Regions from separate parts of the Mus musculus genome. Here regions 1 and 3 are each linked to region 2. The links are chromatin contacts, called in public HiChIP or PLAC-seq and promoter capture Hi-C maps. All regions are on one chromosome and are shown on one strand. Each heading gives the region's core, a stretch centred on a gene start, on an enhancer-like site or on the middle of the called end of the contact. The rest is flanking DNA. Distances are from core to core; before and after follow the strand shown.

What was found. HiChIP or PLAC-seq counts read pairs in DNA pulled down with a chosen protein or histone mark. Capture Hi-C pulls out chosen DNA fragments and counts their contacts.
Region 1: a contact with region 2 is called in an H3K27ac HiChIP or PLAC-seq map of trophoblast stem cells, with 6 times the contacts expected there. The contact joins the promoter of Exo1 here to the promoter of Grem2 in region 2. A contact is called at or near these places in 8 of 39 promoter capture datasets (the 3T3-L1 cell line, 3T3-L1-derived adipocytes, frontonasal cranial neural crest and 4 more) and 1 of 115 datasets of contacts at active chromatin or transcription factors (trophoblast stem cells).
Region 3: a contact with region 2 is called in a promoter capture Hi-C map of liver, with 2.4 times the contacts expected there. The contact joins the promoter of Rgs7 here to the promoter of Grem2 in region 2. A contact is called at or near these places in 5 of 39 promoter capture datasets (embryonic stem cells, hippocampal neurons, liver and 2 more) and 1 of 9 other capture datasets (liver).

Annotation. Positions count from the first base shown.
Region 1 is chr1:175,879,406-175,882,105 of GRCm38.p6, forward strand. It overlaps Exo1 (exonuclease 1), which reads left to right and starts at 1,373. Exons shown (of 15, transcript NM_012012.4): 1 at 1,373-1,451; 2 at 1,727-1,795. Gm36360 (a long non-coding RNA gene) reads right to left here and starts at 1,350. Exons shown (of 3, transcript XR_373723.2): 1 at 1,267-1,350.
Region 2 is chr1:174,920,485-174,923,184 of GRCm38.p6, forward strand. Grem2 (gremlin 2, DAN family BMP antagonist) reads right to left here and starts at 1,335. Exons shown (of 2, transcript NM_011825.1): 1 at 1,089-1,335.
Region 3 is chr1:175,491,224-175,493,923 of GRCm38.p6, forward strand. It overlaps Rgs7 (regulator of G protein signaling 7), which reads right to left and starts at 1,322. Exons shown (of 18, transcript NM_001347195.1): 1 at 1,038-1,322.

The DNA of each region.
Region 1 (2,700 bases), core at 123-2,622, 960 kb after region 2:
ATCCTGACAGAATGTAAAAGGTCACAGAAGCCCTGAAATTGGCAAGATTGATGTCACTGTTAGCAGAACTAGCTTCACTGATTTAGAAAAAATAGAGGTGCACAATGCTCTGGCCACTCCTTGAACCTGTGTGTCTGCCAATGTTTTGACCATTCCTTGAACCCATGTGTGTGCCCACTGCTGCACCTCACTGCCAGGTGTTTGTGATATTGGTTGCTGGGAGAGTCAGAAAATCTCCCCAGCAACCACAGCCCAGCCAATCCGGAGTTGCTACACCTGCACCAGACTCTTTCCTTGTACCCCTCCCATACCCATTTCTTGAGAATAGACATTGTTTAGATCTGGAAATCCCCTACTCCCCCCTTCTCCTTCCCCCCAGGGCCTATAAAAACTGAGACCCCTTTCCCCTCAGGGTCGACTCCTCTACTCCTGCGTGGGATGTGAGTCGTCCCCAGAGCTCTAGCTTTCCCCGAATAAAGCCTCATGTGGTTTGCATCAAGCTTGGTCTCTCATGAGTTCTTGGGTGTCCGCTATTGTCCTGAGGCCTGAGCGAGGGGCTCCTCTCGGAGTCTTTCAATTTCACACTTAGATAGCTTCAGTCAGAGGAGTCTGCTGGGGCAAAGACAGTAAGAGACTAAATTATGTACAGTCCGGCTGTGTGACTTCTAAAATTAGTAAGTTTTTAAAAGTCCATTAAGAAGAGAAACTAGAGGGGTTTTCTTTCCTTGATAACACTAGGAAATGTGACCCAATACAACCAACAATATACAGGGTTTAATAACTTGAACCATTGGGCCATTTTGTTTCTTAGTTATAAGGATAACATTTTCCCAACTCGTATCAGGGATAAAGCCATATAATGAATAAAGTGGGTAAGCGCAGACTATAATCAAACTATAGCAACATGAAAGCTTTGTACAAAACTTCAATTTGCATAGAGGTGAGGATGTTTCGGAGACGAAAGACTGTGGTGTTGGCCTGGAATTAAGCAACTATGAACTGGGCTCCTTTTCCGGGTTTAAAATAACAAAATATGTTTGACTCCAAGTTGGGAGTTCTTTAGCACGCATGTACCTGGATCCAGTGGCTTGGTCAAGGGAGAACTACAACTCCCAGCAGCACCGGCGAGAGCGCAACTTCCGGGCCTAGAGTTTCTCTTGCCCCCTCCCTTACCACCACCCCACTTCTCTCACAAACAAGCCGACTTTTCGCTTCTAGCGTCGCCGAGTTCGAGATGGCATTGGCCATTGGCGGCGGACTTCCTACCTTGCAAGGAAGGGCTCAGGACTCGGCTAAGAGGAAAGTCGGGTCATAGAAAGCGGGAGGTGGAGGCTGCGGCTCAGGACGCCCAGGGACGTCATGTCCGCTGGGCGGGGCTTCCCGATCCCGCGCAAATCGAAAGGTCCATGGCTGCGCTTGCAGCAGCCGCTCGCCGCCGTTCTGAACCCCAGGTGAGCGAGCGAGCCCCTATGCGGGCGGCCGGGCGGTCACTGGAGCAGCGGGCCGTGTGGAGGAAAGTGGGGTCCCCATGACTCTGATCCACGTGCCTTCTGCCCCTCGGCGCGAAACCCGGATCTCCGGGAAGTGAGCGGGAGCGTGGAGCGCCTGCAGGCGACTGCCTCGGCCTCCGGGTCTCCCGCTTTCCGCAGAGGCGGGCTGACGTGTGTCCTTACCAACACTCGTACCTAGCGATGAATTCCCTTTGTATATGCTCTCTCCTGTGCAGGTTTGAGGAGCCACGGCGCCTGGAATGGACTTGTGTGCTATGCCTGTTCGTTCGGGAGACGGGACTAAGGTGAAGCCGCTGCTGCTGTTACCTCGGGTACCACCGGCGACCTTCTGGTGTTGATGCGCCACATGGCACTCAGTCACTTCTATACTAAAGAGGAAATATTTATTCGAGATTTAGTTGGCCTAGAAGAAAGAAACTTAAGGAAATTTCACGAAATGTAATTATGTCCCTCCCCCACCCCAACCCCCCCCCCCCCCAGCATGCACGAAATCATGTTTTAGAGACGTTGTCTTTTAAACGTAGTGGACTCGTTTTACACAGACCCACCTGCACCCAAATTGGCTGATGTTTAAAATTACGGGTTCATGCCCCCCTTTAGGGATTCATAGTTAATGGGCATGACCTTAAAGGTAAATGAATCTCTCAAGTGTCAGGGCTGCTAGCTAAGGGCATGGCCACTTTCCTGTGGTGTCAACAGGGCACCTCTGGCTTATCCCATAGTCTTTAAGAACATGATCTTAGGTCTGTTGAATCAGGTGCCTGTCCCTGTGACCTCACTGCTGAGAGAGGGGAAGGTAAGAGTGGAAAATCCCAGAGAGCTCAGCCTAAGACCTAACTAGCCTGGTGGACGCAGCTCAAACAAACAAGGTGGACTGCCTTTCACATCCTCCGATTCAAACTCCATCACGCATGCATCATACACAGAAAGAATAGTTGCAGAGGGTAATAGCCTTTGCTCTTGCAACCATGAGGACCTAAGTTAGAATCCTCCCCCCAGCCCCCTCCCCATTAAAACCCCCTGTGCCTGAGCCTGCTGGTAACTGCAGAGATTGGGAGGCAGAGGTGGCAGATCCCAAGACCTCATTGGGCCTAGTTGGTTCCGTAACACCCTGCCTCAAGGTGATAGACAGGTAGCAATAGAGGAAGACACCCAATGCCTTGCTCTGGGCTCTGCATGGATGTACCCA
Region 2 (2,700 bases), core at 85-2,584:
GTACAGAGGCTAAGGCTGTGAATATCAGCCCTGAGGACTGTCCAGGACCAGTCCTTTATCACAATTACTCACTCAGTCCCGTTGGCTTTTCCAGGAAGATGGAACTGATTAAGCAATGTTAATTGAATCATAAGTAATCAACATGGGGGAAAAATTACATAACCAGCTTCAAAATTGTGAATCAAACATGGCAAATTCCCAGGAAAATAGCTATTTTATCGCCCCCCCCTTACCTTTCACCTCAAAAATAAACACAGAGAAATCTATACCTTGGACGATTAAACAAAACTACGAACTACACATTTCATTGCCTGGAAATGTTTATATTTTGTACAAAGTTTTTCAGTTCATAGTTTTAATTATGTAGCCCAGGCTGGCCTGGAACTCACAATCCTCCTGCCTCAGCCTCTTGAGTACTGGGATCAATTCGTATGCTTTTAACCTAATTTGAGAGAGTTTAGAACTCATCCTGTCAGGGGTGCTGAAAGACAAATGTATCATTAATTGATCAGTGAAGGTAAGACTATGACAACTGCATTTTTTGTTTTTTGTTTTTTACTTGCTGTCTCCCTTCTTTCCTTCTCTCCTTCAGACACAGCCTAAATACATAGTGATATTTCAGCCATGAGGCTGTATCCACTTTGGTACATGCTTAGGAAATCAAGACCATGCCCAAATCCTCTGTGGCTTCCTGATCCTACAGGGAACACATTAACATATTAGGTAGGCTGACTATATTCAAAACCTGCTTTCTAAACAATTACATGTTGGGTCATCATTAGAATGCGGGTCACCAAGGGGAACCCTCACTACAATGTGCAGATACTGGTGTTATTTATTTAATTAGTTAATTTAAAGATCGCTGTGAAGTTTAAAGGTCTGGGCTTTCCACCTACGCAGAATCCAATAGGTGAATCCACCTGGTGGCCCCAGCCACATGAAAGCAGTGTAACTCAGGGGGCATTCACTCGGCACTTCTCTGCGAACCAGCCAGCCCCGCGGACAGACGTGAATCTACCCTAGGTGCCTTAGAAAGGCAGAAGATAGAAACCTGTGCGCAGTCAGATAGGTTGTGACAAGCCGCATACCTGCAATGACGAGATGGAAGCCTCCTCCTCGGTTCCCTTGTGTGTCTCCCTGTCCCTCTCCTCTCTGTGAATGACAGGATCCACAGCGGGCTGTGCGCCGTATCGTCGGGGGCAGCCGCAGCCTGGTTCTGCAGGAGGCCTGGGAAGCAGCGAGGGTGTGCGGAGCGAGCGGAGCCCAGTGGAGCGCACAGAGGGCGGAGCGCGTCCCAGCCGCGCCTGCAGATGTGGAAGGAGCTGGAGACAGCACTGAGTCCTCTAGGCGCTGCATGGGGATATTATCACAGGCTGGAGTTTCTATTGGCTCAGAACACCAAACAAATCACACCAGTCACCCCTCCTTCTCGGGCTTCACTCAGCCCTCGCTTCTCATCTAACCCACAAATACTTCACACACACACACACACCCCAGTCGCTCTCTGTATTTCTCCCTTCCTCTTTGCAGACTGTGGATTTACAACCTTGTGGGCAGCTCTTAACATTTTGTTTAGCAGACTTCCAATCCAAACCTTGTCATGTAGAGAAATCCACCAGCCTCTTTACCCGCAAACCCCATTCACGCCTTCAGATCATTCTCTTTAGGGTGGACTCAAAATGTCAAGAGTATAGAAACACACACACACACACACACACACACACACACACACACACACACACACACACACACACACACACACACACGTACAAGCACACATGTGTGTGCACATGCACATAAAGCTAGGTTCCTTTTGTTTTTAATGACTGAGGCGGGTGAAATTGAAGGCAAGCTGATCCCATGGCCAAAAATGAGTTTAATTAATGATTAAAGTCTTGAATGAATTCAGCGCAAAGTATCCAACGTTTAGATTTATTTTCTTTTCCACATATCCTTATATTTTCCCGATATTTTGAACACAGAGATTTCCAATACGAATCAGGTTATTCAGCATCCAGAGAATATAGACCAATGTTCGCACACTTGGTCTGGACAGGATAGATCACTTCACTGTGATGTTCGCTGGATGCTGGCTTTTTCTCTGGGGGATTTTTGGTTTCCATTGGCCTCTTCAGCACTGAACCTCCATGAGTCTCAACTGACAAAGGCACCTGAGTGTAAACTCATCATCTGTATACATGCACAGAGGTAAACCTTTGATCCCATCAATGAAGAAATGGCCTAAGAAAATCCTGAGACCTTAGTTACTGAGCTGGGAAATTTCAAAGAAAATAAGATTTCACCTTATTTTTTTAAAAAACAGCCTACTATGGTCTTTCCTCAGTATATTTTATTGGTTTTCTTGGCAAAAGCTGTTGCTTCTGAAACCACAGAACTCCATTTTGATTTTTGCCTTGATGGTTTCTTTCCCAGAATTATCCTATTTTGCATGCCTTATTAAAACCCGACACTCTGGCTTCAGCCAACTCACAGCGCACCTAAGTTCAAAATCATAGAGAATAATATATATATATATATTTTACAATTTGCTGCTAACAAACATCTTGCCTGCTTTCTTTTCATATTTAAATCCATTCCAACAATGTGGAACTACAAAGCAGTTACTCAGAAGGGGCCAACCCAGAGTCAGCCGAGACATCCCAGATTCCTCAGGGGAAAGGACAGAGTAATAAGCAGCTG
Region 3 (2,700 bases), core at 72-2,571, 570 kb after region 2:
GGAACAGACATCCGCCAACACACACACACACACACACACACACACACACACACACACACACCTTCATGTTCACAGTACCCAAACCACGGGAAGAATTCTTTCATTTCTGGGATGAGGAGAACACCAGACATGGAGTTTTTCTTTTTTAAAGAAATACAAAGGCAGAAGTTTACATCTGTAGTAGCCCCAGGAAATCTCAACAGACAACCTTCCAGTTCGAAATAGTCAGCTAGCTAAGGTTTTTGTGGACTTCATTTTGTGAATACTCTCTTTTTAAAAGTATTAGGTACTTACTTAAAAACCCCATGGTTGGCACTTCCCTAATACCCACTGTTCTCCCTGGATACTTGCTGCTCCACTTGATGCGGTTCTCCCCAAAGGGCAGAAAGCCAACACCCGCTGCAGCCCACTTTCTCCTAGTAGCCAGCTAGTTTCCCATGGCAGGCGCGACAGAGGCCCCTTCCCCACAAGTGTTCTTTTCAGGCACATGTTTGTTCTCCATTTCTTGGGCTCCCCACACAGCCTGGGCATACATAGGCTTTTCCACTTTCACCTGCTTTCACTGCCAGCCCATGGCTCCTCTGTGCTCCCACCTCGGTGCGCTAAGTCTGGACCTGATCCTGACTAATCTTTGGAAGAAAGCTTCCAAATTAGGTCCAAGCAACCCAAGGCTGATGGGAAGTCAAGCCTTGAGCAATCACCTGGCTCACCTCCGAGAGCAAGCTAACTGCACAAGCCTGGAACAATCAGCCAGAAGAGCAGAGAAATCTGGGTCCCAGCTCATCCTGCTCGGCCCTTGCTCTCGGAGGCAGCAAATGGCAGGCAGCCTTGCCCCTCATCCAGGCACTGGCCACACCGGGCAGCAGTTTCAGCACCGTGGACCGCGGCGTGCGCAGCGCCCCAGCCCGGCCGGCCGGGCGCGCCACTCATTGGGGACCGTGACTCCCGTCGTCGCAGGGCGAGGACCGGGTGCGGGACCAGGGGTCCCGGGGACTCCAGGTGGCGCCGCCTCCTCCCCTTCCGCTCCCTCCGGTTACCTCCTCGGCCAAGGTCACGGCCCCGCGGCTCCCCTCCGGGTGTGCTGAGGGCAGGCGCTGTCAGCTGGCTGCGAGCGGAGCTGCGAGGCAGGGCAGCCTCATCACACTCGCGCTGCTCAGGCCACCGCCACCCTCGCCGCGGTGCACAGGCGGCCCCGGCAGCCGCCGCTCGCGCCCGCTCCCCCGGGCCGCCTCGCTCGTTCCCTCCTCCGCTTCTCCTCCCGGGGACTGGGACCAGTCGAGCGCGCGCGGGAGTCGAGACGCCTGGCCCGTGCGCGCGCGACTGGGAGGAGGGAGGAGGCGACAGTCACGTGGGACAGGGACGCCCGAAGGTGCCGGCTCGGACGGGCTCGGCTTCGCCGCCGCCACACCCCTGGGTGTCCCCGGCCTCCCGACCCCGCAACCCCTCGGGAGCACAGGCCCTGTCCCCCGCGCTGGCAAGCCCACGCGCCGCCGCAGGCCTGGAGAGCCAAACTGAGCTAAGCAGGAGGAAGGGCTTGGCGGAGGGTGGGTGGATGGGTAGGTGGGTGAAAGGGTGGGTGAGTGGGTAAATGGATGAATGGATAAGGCCCCCTGCGGCTGGCAGGTCTGCATCGCGCTCCTGGCGACCCTGCTGGCAGAACTAGGGAAGCAAATGATTGATAATCCTTATGCTTAAGTAACAGCCCAGAGAGATGCTGGAATATCCCAGAAGTGAAAGCAATGGCCAGGACCAAATGACTCATTGGCAGGCCCCCTTCCTCACTCCAGCCTGTTTGCCCATGACTTTCACTGCCTCCTATTAAGTTGGAAATACCGGGAAGGAATTTGGAGGCCTCTACCAAAAGCGAACAATCTCACCACCTGTGACATTGAAGGCCCATGGCTGATGTCTGGCTGGTCTAACCTACTGGGCTCAGAGAAACTTGTCTTTAGTCCTTGTCCTCTACTGGGGTTCACAGAATCACAAAGGGTCTGGGGTTGCTGATACCCCGAACCCCAGAAATTCTTCAGGTTTCCGGCACTAATTTTTCAAGGACTGGGAAGACATTAAAGAAAAAAGTTTTTGTCCTCGTGAAATGTACCCAGCTTTCTGGGACATTAGGAAGTTGTGGGAATCTGAACATCTGAGAAGGCTTCCTCTATAGGACTGAGGATAAAGACGATTTAGCCAGTGTGATTTGTGTGTGTAGGCGGACTAAACCTAAGGCCCCTGCCAATGAGCTGCATCCCATTCACAACCCTCTCTACCAGCACCTTCGTTTGTTTGTTTGTTTGTTTGTTTGTTTTTCACTTTTGAGACAGCGTCCAACCAGGCTGGTCTTAAACTCAGTTTAGCCCAAACAGACCTTAAATTCAACATTCTCCTGCCTCAGCCTTCCAAACAGCTGGGATTACAAACCGGTGGCACCAGAATTGGCTATCCAGTGCCATCTGTGGCTGCTTCTCCAAGCAGGGTAAACCTTAATATAACTGCTATCCAAATATCTGTGGGTACCAGTCACGTTTCCAGCCTCACCCAGGCTCTTTCAGGTGTCATTCAAAGTAGCATTTATCTATCCGTACCCATGTTCTAAATACTACAGGATCACGTTCCCAGGCCAGGTTACCCACAGCCATGTCTGACTTCTCTCCCTACTTTCCATCAATTTCCCCAAATCTTTCCACTGTTAGGGAAATTCTC